Linked DNA regions of Anas platyrhynchos: region 2 is linked to region 1. A link is a contact called in public Hi-C data. All regions are on one chromosome and are shown on one strand. The core of a region is the stretch at or near the end of the contact, and the rest is flanking DNA. Distances in the headings are between cores, read along the strand shown.

What was found. Hi-C and Micro-C count contacts between places; a contact is called where the count stands out from the background.
Region 2: a Hi-C map of subcutaneous adipose tissue shows a contact between it and region 1, with 2.5 times the contacts expected there. The contact joins the enhancer-like site here to the promoter of FJX1 in region 1. A contact is called at or near these places in 5 of 8 Hi-C or Micro-C datasets (F1 follicle, F5 follicle, liver and 2 more).

Annotation. Positions count from the first base shown.
Region 1 is chr5:49,536,554-49,543,702 of IASCAAS_PekinDuck_T2T, reverse strand. FJX1 (four-jointed box kinase 1) reads right to left here and starts at 3,185. Exons shown (of 1, transcript XM_027458710.3): 1 at 497-3,185. The coding sequence starts at 3,023. The coding sequence ends at 1,851.
Region 2 is chr5:49,590,160-49,597,308 of IASCAAS_PekinDuck_T2T, reverse strand. All of the region lies in intron 5 of LDLRAD3 (low density lipoprotein receptor class A domain containing 3), which reads right to left. Among named protein-coding and RNA genes, the nearest start is that of LDLRAD3, 43 kb to the right of the region's middle. Within about 2 kb of position 2,663, at least 1 of the 8 cell types and tissues checked has an H3K27ac peak or open chromatin away from gene starts, as enhancers often do. A contact at or near this core is called in subcutaneous adipose tissue, where this site is marked.

The DNA.
Region 1 (7,149 bases), core at 1,936-4,435:
AACAAAACCTGGGAAGTTTGCAGCACAGCAGTTTGCTCTTCACCGTGGCTTACAATTTGTACCAGCAGTCTATTACTTAAACGCATTTTCATTAGGTGAATGCAACAGAGCTGCTGCTTTTGAGTTACAAAGCAAGGCTGACAAACAGCGCTAAAGAGGAATTAAGAATTACACAGCTAAATTGTGCATTATCATGTAAATGGCAAGGGAGCGTCACATGGGGTTCTGGGCATTGTTCGGAGAGATAAATGCACCAAACTATAAAAACGAGTTCAATAGAGAGCCCTGTCAGTTAAGCACTTGAATGAAGCGAGTCCTGGAGGCTGCTGTAGCATTTTAAGATAAATACACATATGCACAGGTTGCAACATCTAATACAGCTAACTAGCGGGTAAGTTAAAGCTGTTTGTAAAACCCTTGTCCTACTTGAACAAGCAAACCAACCAACCCACAACACGCACACCAAAGGAAAACACGGCAACGGCCAAAGAAACTTGTCTTGGTGTGAAGTTTAATCTAAATAAATGAATATTAACAGCCCGAGGACCCCCACCAGCACAGATGAAGGCGCTGCTCTCGCTGAGGTCCGGGGAGGCTGGTGCTCGCTGCGGGAAGGCAGCAGCCACCGCCTCGCATCCCCGCGGTGCTCTGCTGCCTGGGCACCAGGGGTTACGCTGCTGCTCCGTTACAGAGGGATGGGCACTGGCATCTGGGGCGCAAAGAGGATTAGCTTGTCCTTTGTCCCGATCCCGGCTGTGTTTTGAGCCGAACAATTGCCTCTTCTGTGGATTCCGGCACATAAGGAAAACGCAACAAGAGATGCAGATGCTTTGTTTTGTCCACCCGCTTGTGCCACTTTGCTGTACCTTGAACAAAACTTTTGTAGAAAAAAAAAAAATCCCACACACCTCTTTTAGGAAGACTGAAGAGCTCTCCTGTTCTTCACTTTGGCCTCAGCCCCAGTTGCAAAGATAGACAAAATGGAAACAGAGGGCGGAGAACCAGTGCAAATGCCTCCCAAAAACACCTGGCAGCTCCGGGGAAGCTTTGGGTACCTGCTGTCAGTCCGGTGACACTTGAAGCAAGCCATGGTATGAGGCTGGGACACAGCCTGGGCACCCTAAGGGGCTGCCAGCCCCTAAGCCCACACCACCTACATCAGTTTTCTGAAACCAGCCGGTGCTAGTAAAAGCAGATCTTTTCAGGCTTGGAAAAAAAAACACAACCAGCAACCAAACCCCACGAACAAAAACCACCAGGCATGTCTGTTTAGCTGAAGCTCGGTGCAGGAAGCAGCTGGGAGGCAGCGGGCCGTGTCACTCAGCGGGGCCGGCGGAGGTGCGCGCTTCCCTTTCCAGGCTCGGGCACACAGTTGGGACAAAGGAGGCGAAACATCGGGCACGCTTTACCGAATCATCAGTTTCTTTAGTATGTTACAGAAAGGCTTATGAACATTTATAATGTACATAAAAGGCAGACTTTGTAAAATAAAAAGGTCCCTTTTTTTTTTTTTTTTTTTATAAAAAATTAAAAAGTCAAAGTAAAGTGCATGGGACAGTTTCGTTCTCCGCTTTCACTATCACATCCAAGTCTTGGCACACAGCGATGTGTCTGGAGCCTGGGAGAGCCTCTTCCGTCCCCCACGGTCACGTTACGGGTCAAATCAAAGGATGGCGACGATCACGAACACACACCGGGGATCCGAGCAGTCGAACCAGGAGCGCCCACGACACAGACTAACAGCTACCGGGACGGGGGCTTTCTACACGCTTCCTTCTCGGCGGCCACATCCAGCAACCACCCCGGGGGGGTCCCCAGGGCACCCGGCTTCGGGCACCCGGCTTGGGGGGTCAGAGCGCGGCGGCCTGTGCGCGGCAGTGGGCGATGTGGCGGTGCACGAAGTCGACGCGGGCCTGCAGCAGCTCGGCCTGGCGCTCCGAGAGGAAGCCCAGGTGGGCCCAGAGGGGCTCTCGGGCGCGGTACCGGCGGCGCAGCTCGGCGGCAGCGCTGCGGCGGCGGTGCAGCTCGGCCACCCGCTTGGCCGTGCCCTCGCGGAAGACGCAGACGGAGCGCAGCAGCGGCTCGTGGTAGGGGTCCCAGACGGCGAGCAGGCGGTAGCCGTGCACCAGCCCGGCCTCGTTGTCCATGAAGACCAGCCCGCCGTCGGGCCCGCGCAGCAGGTTGCTGGTGGCGCGCCGCATGACGCGCGGGTCCCACTGCAGGCTGAAGAGGTTGCTGGCCAGCCGGTCGAAGTTGGCCGTCAGGTAGTCGAAGAGGATCAGGTCGCTCCACTGCACCAGCTCCACCAGCTGCGCGGCGGGCAGCCCGCCCAGCTCCGCCGCCGACAGCGCCCGCGGCCGCCGCCCGCCGCCCGCCTCGCTGCCCCAGGGCGCGGGGGCCACCACGGCCGTCAGGTTGTCCACCCAGCGGGTCAGGCTGACCACCGCGCCCTCGGCCCACAGCGAGCCGCGCAGCTCCTCCCGCACCGGCTCCCACTGCCGCCCGCGGGGCTCCACCAGCGCCAGCGCCATGGGCGGCAGGCGCTGCTGCATGCCCAGCACGCCGGCCAGGTGGTAGGACAGCGCCTCGCCCTGGATCTGCTCCGGGCTCACCCCGTAGCGCACGCAGGCCCGGCTCCCGTCCGACAGCCTGGCCAGCCGGTTGGAGCTGCGCCCGCAGCCGCCGCGCTCCAGCGACGACACCCGGGCAGCTCGGGCGGCCGCCGGCCACGCCGCCGCCTCCTCGGCCGCGAAGCCCCGCGGCACCCGCGCCTCCAGCTCCCGGCTCCAGAAGATGCCCCGCCGCACCGGCGCCGCCCGCCCGGCCGCCTCCTGCCGCTCCTCCCGCTCCTGCTCCTGCTCCTGCTGCTCCCGGCCCACGGCCAGCAGCGCCCGGAAAGTTTTCTGCCCGCCGCGCCGGGGCTCGCCCCGCTGCGGGCCGGGCTGCGGGGGGGGCAGCGCGCAGAGCCCCAGCAGCGCGCCCAGCGCCAGCAGCCCCAGCGCCGCGCGGCCGCCCCGCTCCATGCCGCCCGCCGCCGCCTCACGCCGGGCCGGGCCGGCGCTGCCCCATGGCGGCGGGGAGCGGAGCCCGGAGCCGCGAGCCCGGCTCCAGCCCCGGTGCCGGTCCTGGCTCCAGCCCCGGCCCGGCGGCAGCCCCGCGCCCTGTGCGCCCAGCCCCGGCTGCGGGGGGCCCCGCGCCGCCCCCGGCACCGCCCCTAAAAGCGGCGACGCGGAGCTGGGGCCGGGCCGGGCCCCCCCCGACCGCCCCCGTGAGGCGCCAGCGCCCCCCGCAGGGCCCGGGGCCCCGCTGCAGCCGCCGCCGAGCACCGAGAGCAACAGGAGGGGCTCAGCCCTCGGCCTGCTGCTGTCCAGGGGGAAGAGCTGGGGCTGAAAAAGCCTCCAGCACGGATGAAGGGCGGCCAGGGAAGCAGCCTGGTTCTCCCGGGGAAGGGTGGGACTCCTGGAATAAGCCCTGCTGGCAAGCACACGGTGTGAGAGATGCTGTGTGCTCGGTGCCGCTGTACGCTACACGAGCATCCCTCTCCACACAAGCAGCCCTCGTGGTGAGGCGTCCCAGCGGCTGAAGGGCAGGGTTGGCTTATTTCCTTGGGAGGCAGGGCTGGAGAAGGCATCGCAGAGCAGGGAGGTGAGCATTAGGGACCTGGCCCTTCAGGTGCGGGGCAGTTTCTGGAAGTGTTTTACAAATGTGTCTCAGCCCGCAGCAGGGAGCTCTTCTATGGCTTAGGCTCCGCTTCTGGTTTCTCAGAAAAGCTCCCTGGCAGATGGGGCTCCTGAGGTCTTTTCTTGCAATCTGAAGCACCATGTAGGACACGAAGCCGAGCAATTTCCGCATACAGCACAGATCCTATCTCCCCGGTACGCTGCCTCTCCCTGTTCTTAATATCTGTGACTCTGCCTTTAATATCAAGGCAATAAATGAGGAAGTGCTTGAGTTCTTGAGCCCGGCTCTTGTAAGCATTCACAAGACTTGTCAGGTGCCTGCCAATGCTCAGCCAGGCAGGGGATTTGTTTTCAGCCCTGCTAAAGGTGAGCTGCCAAGATGGGAGGTGGTGGGTGATGCCCTCAGCCCCAGGGTGCCCAGGAGCAGGCTCTCGTGACAGAATTGGACCAAAACACTCTGCCAGCAGCACCCCTTGCGCCAGCCCAGCCCCAACAGAGGCAGATGGCTCAGCCGGGAGGATTTTCCACGTGAGCATTCAACATCAGGCTATGGCCTCACTGCTGGTGGCGTGGGGGACACCCTCAGCAGGTCCGGCCCAGCCAAACCGTGCCGTGGTGAGCGGCTGACCACAGCCTGCAGTCCCTTCTGGGGACAGGCGTCTGTATCCATCGCACAAAGCACATTTTTTCCAGGCCAGGAAGTAAAGAGGCTCAAGGAATGCTTTCAAGTGAAATTGCTGAGGCAATTCAGGGAGATGAAAGGTAATCGCCGTGTGAGAGGATAAATAATGCATCGGGTGCATGCCCCTGCTTTCTGATGGGGCATCCTGAGGGGTCAGGTCCCGTCGCCAGCAATTTTCATGCCGTATGCACTGATAGCAAATCTCCTCTCCTCCTGGCTGCCAAAACATATGAGCGGAGAACACTGCTCAGTGCTGCTGCCACATCTAGCCCAGGCACCTGCCCTGATGTAGTGTAACAGAAGAGAGAGGGGAAACCCAGTGTCTTTTTGGAAGAGAAACGCCAACCATGCTGACCACAGACCTCCTGAGCCACCCTGCAGACCCATTAAAAATACGCATCGTTAGATAGATACTGCCTTTAAGGAGAGAATCTGTCATCTCACTGCAAACAGTGCCCCCTTCCCCTCGATGCCCCCTGCAGGCACTGGGTAGCCCCGGGATGGGCCCAGCTGAAGGCTGGGATGGACCAGACTTGCCTGGAGAAACGGGGCCAGCCTAAAGGCAGAGTTGCTATTGCTAGAGGAAGTTAAAAAATGCTCATAAAATGTTAAAAAATGCAAAACTACACCCAGGACACATCTTAAACTTTTCAGCATGTCCTAAAAAGGCGCAGCTTTTGCAGGGCCGGTGAAAGCGCTCTAATTAGCCATGAGGTAACAACCCCAGCTGCACCAGCATAAGGCCAGCGGTGCGGCTCCCTCCAAGCAGCGCAGGGAACAGGGCTGGCTTAAATAGCAAGATGTTTTCCAGGCCCCTGATAACCTCTCTCACCACGCTGCCTGCAGGGGCAGCAGGAGCCCCTCCAAGGACGGAGGAGCCCCTCTGGCTGCCAGGAGCACAGGGGAAGGCACAGAAGAAAGTGATGTATGGATTCCCTGGACCTTCGCTTTAATTCCCCCGGCCTTTCCCCTCCAAGCAGGGACCCTCTGTCCCCATGCGAGGCCGGGAGGTGGGCAGCAGGGAGTGGGGTACCTGTCTCCCCAGGTATGGGCCCATCTCTGGTGCCGGTGCGCTCCTCTCCTCCCTGTGGGGGCCCTTCCTGCCCCTCATTCTCCAGCGTTTTTTGTCCAGTTTCGAGTGACTCGGGTGATGGGATTTCCACCTTGCAGACGTCTCCGCTGGCAGCCCTGCTTGCGGCTGCGATTCCTATTGTAATACTTTTCTACGCATTCCAGCTGTTAAGTTATTGACCGGTGCTCTCAGTCTTTGCTGCAGAAAATAAACAGGGTCTGCCGTGGCCACCCTAGATTGAGACTCACTGCATTTATCAGCTTGGCTCTCATAGCCACAGGGATCTCTGTGTGGTCAGTCCTGCAGTGGAGACATCTCTGTATGGAGCCCTCCTGCTGGGGGGTGAGAGGCAGAAAAAAGAAGCCCCCCACACCTGAGCCTCGAAGCTGTCCCCGTTTCGAAGGCCCCAGCTCATGATTCCTCTGTGACCGGGGCTGGTGACATTGAGAAGTTTCCCTGCTGTGCACTCTACATCTTAATGTGACCCATTTAAATTTCTAAGCCTTATTAAACACGGCATTAACATTCAATAAATGTCTCATTGATTACGTATTTACTTATCTGGTATTTAACTAGCATTCTCTTAAGGACTGAATAAAGAGAAGGACGGAAGAGAGCTGCTGCGTGGGATTTAAATGGCAGTGGGCAAGTACCCTTCAGAGGTTAAGGACTGCAGGCAGGAGCCAACTCTACCCAATATCTAAGCGCCATTTTTTATTCAATAGGCTTTATTAAAAATACAATAACACTTTTTTACATCCAAATGTGTCTCAGCTCCTCCAGGAGCCTCAGGCCGGCACAGGCTGAGGCATGAGCAGTGGACAAAGCACCTACCACGTGCGGCACAACGTGTGGCTTTCGTCAGGAGCAATGAAACAGAAAAGCACGGGAGCAAGTCTCTTACTCAGGTTTTCTTGCACCCAGCAGTTTGCCAGACAGGTGGTGCCAGGGCTGGTTTCTACGGCTGGCCCTGCTGCGTTTCCCTGCCACACGAGGGGAGCCACGCAGCGTGCCCGTGCTGCGGTTTTTGCCCTTGCAGAACGGGGTGCTGTAACCGTAACTTATCTGGTGACATCTAAAGCAGCCTCCGGGTTCTTCTGGACAGCTGGGAGCAGCTGGGGGGCTCTTGAGGAAGTCAGCACAGCAGAGCTGTGTTATTTCTGTTGTCACTATTCCCTGACATCGCAGTTAACTCCTGATTTGTGTTGCCTTCTCACTGACACCAAATTAAAGAAAGGAAAAAAGCAGAAGGGTTTGGGGAATACATGAGCTTCCCCAGTTCCTCCATCCTCCATCCAGCCTTGGTTCATTCAGCCCTCATCTCCGCTCTGCTCCCTCCTGTTGCATCTGAGCTCCCCCAACCTGTGGGTGGAGAGGAAGGGCAGCACGGACCTTACAGAGAGCTCTTCTTCCTCTGGGAAACCGACCAACGCTTTTGTTTTGATTTATCCCAGTTTCCTTGCAAATGACTTTCTGCCTAGCTGTCAAACTTTCTGTAAACACTTTAGCGAGAGTCATGAAACAAATCCCCCAAAGAAGAGAAAAACAAACACGGTCATGAGTTACTGAAGTCAGCTCTCTCTTCCTCCTGCTCTTTGTTAGCCATCGCGGGAGCTGACTTTCCACTGAGTCACAAAACACAAAAAAACAGAGCAAGGAGATAACAGGAGACAGCACCAATGAGCAAAAGCATCATGGAGAAAATAACACGTGCT
Region 2 (7,149 bases), core at 1,414-3,913, 54 kb before region 1:
ACGGGCTGGGAAGAGGTGAAGGGGGCGTTTTGCACGTGGGTGGGGAAGCTCCCACCTCTGTGCTTGGTTTGGCCCAGCGAGCACTGAAGCGTGCCCCCAGACAGACACATCACAGTGAGCAAAAGGAGCTCTTTCAAGTATAATGAGCTTTTAAAGGCGATCACTGGAGCTCTAATCTAAGTTCAGACGAGCAATTTTTCAACCCATTACATTGGCAATACTATGCTTTCCACCCCCCTCTGCCTCTCAAGAGAGGTAGGTGGGAAAGCTGTGCTGCTGAGACCTCTCACTTCCATGGGACCTGCAATAAAAATGCCATGACTAGAAGCCGTGAGGGTGGTGTGGTCTGAGGAGCAGGAAATTTGAGGAGACAGATATGCAAAAATGCCAGAGATGCAGCCAAGACAGCAATTTCGGGAGGAAAACAATACAGAGTAACGTAATTTCCCCCAGTAGCTGCAAGTCATTCAGCAACCTTGAATTAAGCTCACACCTCCGCTGTCTCTCCACGGCCTCATGAGAGATGAGCAAAATCCTTTATCAGCAGCACTGAAAAAACCTCCAAACAGCGTAAATGTTAGAAGGCCCCAATTAAAGTCTGCGAGCTGGCAGCTGCCCCGCGATGATGAATGGGTTCACACACCATCCCGCGCCCCGGCTCAGCCATGCTGAGCTAATGTTTGAGAATTTCCTAACCTGGGCAGCCCTTTCGCTTTCAAAGACACAGCCGTGGCTGTCCAGTGATTTCTCCAAGAGGCAGGTACAATGAGAGCTCGGTTTGCTCTTTCTCAAGCACCAAGGAGGTTAGACGGGGAAATCTGCTTCCACAAATGAGCAGACAGACACAAGTGGACTCGTGTCTGCAGCAGGTGGACGTGGAGCTGAGCTGTAGGGCCACAGGCACATCCACACTCCTCATTAGGGCACGCAGGGAAAAGAAAATGGAAACTAGCAGGAGCAAGCAAAGCCCCAGCAAGGAGAGTCCCAATTAGCACTTGCAGAGACCACCAGCCCGTGTAGTTCGTGCTCTGAGTCTAGGTGCATTTTGTACCCTTGAAATCAATTTCTAGCCCGCAATGACAGCTTCATTTGCTTGGTTTGATGCCTGACTTTAGAGTCATTGAAACACGCTGCTGACACAGCCTGGAGGCTGATGCCCCCGCATTAAGCCACAACACAGGCACCAACCCCCAGCCTGCTGCAGAAAGTCCTGTCAGCGACAGCCGGGTCTGGTGCTCTGGGACTTTTGGTCCTCTGACTGCTGCGGTGGCTACAGAGAGCTGGAGAGCATCACCCCAAGCACTGGTGGAAGGCAGGCAGCTCTGCCTCTACTGGGTCTTTCCCTGGATGATTTGCAATCACGTTAGCACAGCTGAGATGCTGCTGACCAGCTCACCTTTCTCAGCAAACCACGGAGCTCAGCTCAAACCCAAGGGATGTCCCCGTCCACTGCGCGTGAGCACACGGGGCTGTGCCACACGAAGCTTGGGCTGAATGTGTACGTACACACTGGGATCTCTGCAGCGTGCTACTGCTGCAGAAACGTGCCTATTGTACTCAATACTACTGTGTAGCCATTAAATGCATGCATAGAAATGGTGCTAATTACTTTTCCATTCAGCAGTTATAGTCTCTGCTGCTGTAGAAAGTGCACTCAGTACAAAGCAATTCATGTTTAGAAAACAGAGCCGCTTCCAGGAACCTACTGCATTTTAATTACCATCTGTAGAGATGTGGAATCCCCATTTCATAACAATGCTACCATCTCAGTTGCCTTTCCTACTCCTTTAACAGAAGTTTTTATTGCTGGCCATGTCCTTCAATGGTTGTGCCCGTGCCCAGGTACACAGGGGTCGGGTGCTGGTAATGGGAAGCTGGAGGCCCCGTCCTGAGCCGTGGTGCTGAGCAGCCACACTGGGAAGAGCCTCTTGGGGGGCAACATCTTCAAGGCAGCTGGGGTAGAAATTCACCCCATCTCTTTAGCTGCAAGCCTTACTTCAGCCAGTTTATGTGTACTTCTAATTGACAGCCTGCCCTGAAGCAGAAGCAACAGACAGTACTGAGAGCCGCAGGGCCGGCCAGCCACACACTTCCACAGCTCACACACGAGTTTCACGTTTGAGAGTACACCTAATAAATCTACCCAACTGCTTTGTGCTAAATCTCATCCGGGACTAATCTTTTCGCTTCTGTCAGACACGCTGCCCTTTCTCAGATGGATGTGTGCGTAGCTTCAAGGAAGGAGTTTCAGTAAATTTTTCCAATAGCTCCAATTTTCGCTTTCTGTGTGGCAAAGAGATCACCCCTCTGCCTCTCTCCCACCCGTTCAGAAGAAATCCTTTGACTGGAGACATGAGGGTTAACAGAAACCTGCCCCGTGTGCTGGCTCAGCTTTATGTCCGCGTACGGCTGCTGAACGCAGTTAATTTCCTAGCTCTGGTTTGCACCGCGATGGCTGGCACAGTACGACTCCCCGCCAGAAAACAGCAAAAAGAAGAGGTGAAATATTCATAGAGGAGAATGCATTATGTATCTCGCAGAGAAAGCAGGCAGCCCCGACAGCCTGTAGGAAAGAAAGAAGCGTGAGGTTTCCCTTTGTGTGAGCTAACCAGGGCTGTTTTCAGCTCGGTCCTGTTGGAGGCAGCAGCCACACAGCTGTCTGAGGCAGAGGCGGCAGCTCCAGCCCTGCGCTCACAGGTCAGGGACTCGGAGCCATCCCGCACCTCGCTCACAAGTGGGAAAGTGGCTGGAGGGACAGCACATGTGCCTCTCATCAGGCTGTCACTGGGAAAGGTATCTTCAGGGACAAGGCGATGATAAAATCACTCTCTGCAGCTCCCAGAAGTGGTGTTTCTATCAGCCTCTTCCTTTGCCAGAGGTTTCACACTTGCTTAGGAAAATTCAGATCGTGACACCTTTCCTGGTCACATATGAGGCACAATTTACCACAGAAACCAGCTCCGTTTCCTTTGGATTCCTTCCTAACTCAGTGTCCGCTCAGCATCGGAAGGAAACCAACGCACAGGAGCAGCAGTTTCTCCTCACTCAGCAGATGTCGTGCGGCCCTGGTTTTGCGCCTCAGTTACACATCTCTGTGTGGCTGGGAATGATGTACACACGGGCATGCTCCCTGGAAACAAATGGTCACTGAATAAAGTACATAAAGGCTATTTTTTCATCCATAGGCCTGCTGCAAGCATTCTTAACGGGACTGCTGGTCCAACAGTTGTGCCCAAGGCCCTCAGGGAGGTCAGGGCCCGGCTTTATGGAGGCCCCGCACACAGCAGCCTCCCACGCGGGGACTCAGCCTCCAGCAAACGGCCTGAGGCAGGCCCTTGGAAGGGGAATAATCAGAAGGGACATTTCCAATCCACAGCACCAGGCTCAGAGAACATGCACTTGCCTCCAGAGGTAAGAGCCTGCTCGGCCCCAGCCACAGGGATGGTGAGTGCCGACCAAACCCACCTTCGTTAGCCTAAGCTAGCAGCCTATTTCATCGCATTTTTCCTCTTTTAATCCGGAAAAGTACTATAAAAATATATGGCTCGACATAAAAACAACTCCATTAAAAATCTTCAGCAAAAGAATAAGATAAAATAGGTAAAAAATATATTAAAGCCACTTGGAATAGCAATTGCAGCATTGTAGCCTCTTATTAAGGGGCTGGAAAGAGAAATAAGGGACAGCAGGCACATACCTGTTCTTTACATCACTGTCTGCCCAAGTAAGACCTTGAAATGTCAGATGAATATATTCTGAATTTTCACTTTATAAATACACCTCATTTCTTTTTCTCCCCTGCTCTTCGTCTCCAGATCTCTGAAAAGTATGGGGCCAACCACAATTTTTTCTCACTTTCCATTCACTCTTGAGAATGTAGATTAGAAGCAGGAAGCCAGGGAGACCTCAGGATGATTTTAATTGCCTGCAGTTCCTTTTGGAAAATAGGAGAATAGATATGCAAGATCTCCTATGAAAGGCAGATGGATGACTAAGGCCTGCCTTATTATGGGCTGCCGCAGCACAAGCGTGGCGTGTGGCAGTGCTCGTTTGTGTGTGCACGCGATCTGGCCGTCTCCTCACAAAGACAGACGATGTTAGAGGCTCTTCACAGCCTGACAGCAAGTTCTTGGGATGAGACTGCGATGTGCATGCGGATACCCTGAAATGAATCACGACTGGACAATGAGAAAGGAGGGGAGGAAGAAGGGCAAAATCCCCAAGGATTAAATTCACAGATTCAGCAGTGATGCTTGCACTCCCCAGATAACATACCTCTGACTGGGCCCGGAGGAATTTTCCCTGTGATACAGCCTCTGCCCTCTCCCTCACACCGTGTCTGCTAGAACAAGTTTCTTCTTACAAGCTAGATCCACATCTCACTGGTGGCCTTAGGGATGCCACAAACTCCTTTCAGATGAATCACGGGAAGAAGTCACCGCCAGCAGGCTCTCTCCCAGCAGCAGACAGGAGATACAGAGGTAACTCGCATTGCTCATTTTAAGTTGCCATCGTCTTAGGCCACCAACATGTTGTTCCTTGCCCCAAGATTTGCTGGGATCTACAACGCCCCATTGCTTTAGGCTCTGGTTATCCCCTGTGCTGTTTGTGTTAGACTGACTGCTTGCTCCTGTCAGCGGTGCTCAGCGGTGCTGTCTCAGCTGAGGATACCGCTTCTCCTTCGGATGCTGCTTTGCCAAGCAGATGAGGTCAATTGAATGGTTTTCTCTTGGACTGCCAAGACAAAGTAATTACTCACTGATTTATAATTAAAAACATTTTATAAATTCATGAACGAGCAGTTTCACTGTTCTAAGTGTAAGTAGTTCTATCGGGTCACGTTTTGGTTTTTAAAGAAAGTGCAATACCGCCAAAGATATTTGACAGCTCTGAAAGAGCAACGTGAAGAGTAAATTATATATGGACACTAATGGATTTACAGGAGACATTTAAGCCTCATGAAGCCTTTGCAATTCTTTAATGAGACTCTGGTCTCCTCCCAGTGGAGTCAGTGTTGAGAACTCACACACGTGCTGCTTTATCAGGGCAAGCTGCACACGCAGGGGCTCTGGCAGGGAGGTAGGTGCTTGCTTGCTTTTATTCACCTGTTCAGTCTGACTTCCATAGTTTCAGTACCTTTGTAGCACTGCTGGGTCATCCAGTGTTATGATGAATGATTCCTAAAAAACAGGACCTAGGAACACCAATACCACCTGTGCTGTTTCTATTCTGTCTCAGCTTCTTACAAGAACCAGGATTCTGAAGCCTCTGAAAGCCATCACTCCCCCACTGCAATATGTGGGGGAACACTTGAGCTGTTCTGCATCAGTAGGACAAGGGCAGCTGCCACATTTAGGGATGGCAAACACCTTCTGCACCACTCACCAAATGTTTGTGTAAAGACACCTTTCTTAAACCAAGCCAGCTTCCTGTTTTTAGTTTGTATCACAGGTGTGCGTAAAAAAATCCAAACGTGAGGAGGAAAGACCGAGCTGGCCACGACTCTGTACCAGAGGCATTTCAAGGAGATCCAAGGAGACAAGCAGGACCACGAAGGTCCTGGCATGCCCACAAAGACGCTGCTGCCCCTGCAGAGCTGCCCACCTCACATTTCCCTGCGCTGGGGATGTCAGGCTGGCTGGGATGCACTCCCGCTGCCCGACAGAAGTGACCCGCGAGCTGACAAGCAGACATTTCATCGCCTCGTGAAAGACAGCCCCATGCCGCGCCGCTCCCGTCTGGTGTTCTGCTGGAACAAGAATGCACTCGTCGAAATTTTGAGTTCAGCATTTTGGAAAGCTGCCTCTGCCGACACAGGGCTGGAAGAAAAATGAATTATTGCACAAAGACGGCGTCTTTGTCTATTTCTACAGTATTAAGGGAAAAATGCAGGGACTCAACCAGATGACTGCCTGAAAGTGCATTTTCTACAATATTCAGGGCCCTGATAGATTTCCAGCACACAGACGTGACCAAGCTGTGCTTCTGCATCAAATGTCAGCCTATTTGATTCCTCAAAATGGTGGAAATGACAGTGTACGAGCTGTGCCTGCAGTGTTAGAAATCAGTTTGAGTTAGACAAAGGCAGACTAAGCAAGGCTTTATTGAGGAACTGCGACAGGAAAGAGATTTGTGATCATTATTTCTACACGTTCCTCATTTTTATCTCAAAACTGTTCGTGAATAAATGGGATTTTTTAATATTATTTTTTATACTATGCCTGGAAAATAAATTGTTTGCTAAATCCTAAGTGTTTGGTCTTCTTCCCAGGAACAATCACTTGACTTCTCCAGATCAGAGGAGTACTCAGGCTGCCCTTGGCTCATGCTCAGATACCTCCTTCTTTTATAAAACCGAACACCTACAAACTGTATTACAGCAATTATAATTATACCCGTTAGCAAACGGGGAGCTGTGAAATTTCTTGATGTGATCTAAAAGCTAGACAGACAGGAAACTACCGAAAGAGGGCTAAGGAAGATTAAAACAAAAGCCCACATCCCCCTCTAGCACTCCCAGCCATCCCTCCCCAGAAACACACCACGCACCTCGATGCACTGGCTTGACACAGATGCACTTCTCTACAGCCTCACCGTGGTGACTTACCACGTATTAACAGCTTTCAGGAGGTGCTGAGGCCACCATCACCACGTCTGCTGGAAGCCCAGTCGCTGCAGGGCTGCTCCAAGCCAGGTCAAACCGTGCCCTTGAGCACAAATGCAGAGCGATGCTGCTTTATGCATATTAAACTGAGATCTCCAGGAACACAGGGCAACTGCATTCACTCTTCACTCATCCTAGGATAAAAGACACGAGTCCCCAAACCCAGGGCTCAGAGGCTCCTCCCAAGCCCCGTTTTCTCCTGCCACAGGTAAACACACCCTGTCCAAATTAAGCTCCGTCTCAAACTAGCCACATTTTTGCCTCTGTTTTTTTTTTTTTTTATAGGAACAAAATCGTGCTGCTCCAAACTCTCAAACTGGAGGTCTGCTCCAGAAACTCACTCTTCCTACGGCCAGAAAGTTTATTCCCATTTCTAGCCTAAATACATTCATCACCAGTCCGTGCCCATTTGTTCCTGTGCCAACGCTGTCTGTTAGCTTAAATTATTCCTTTCCCACACACAGGGCAACCCCCTGTTGGTTTTA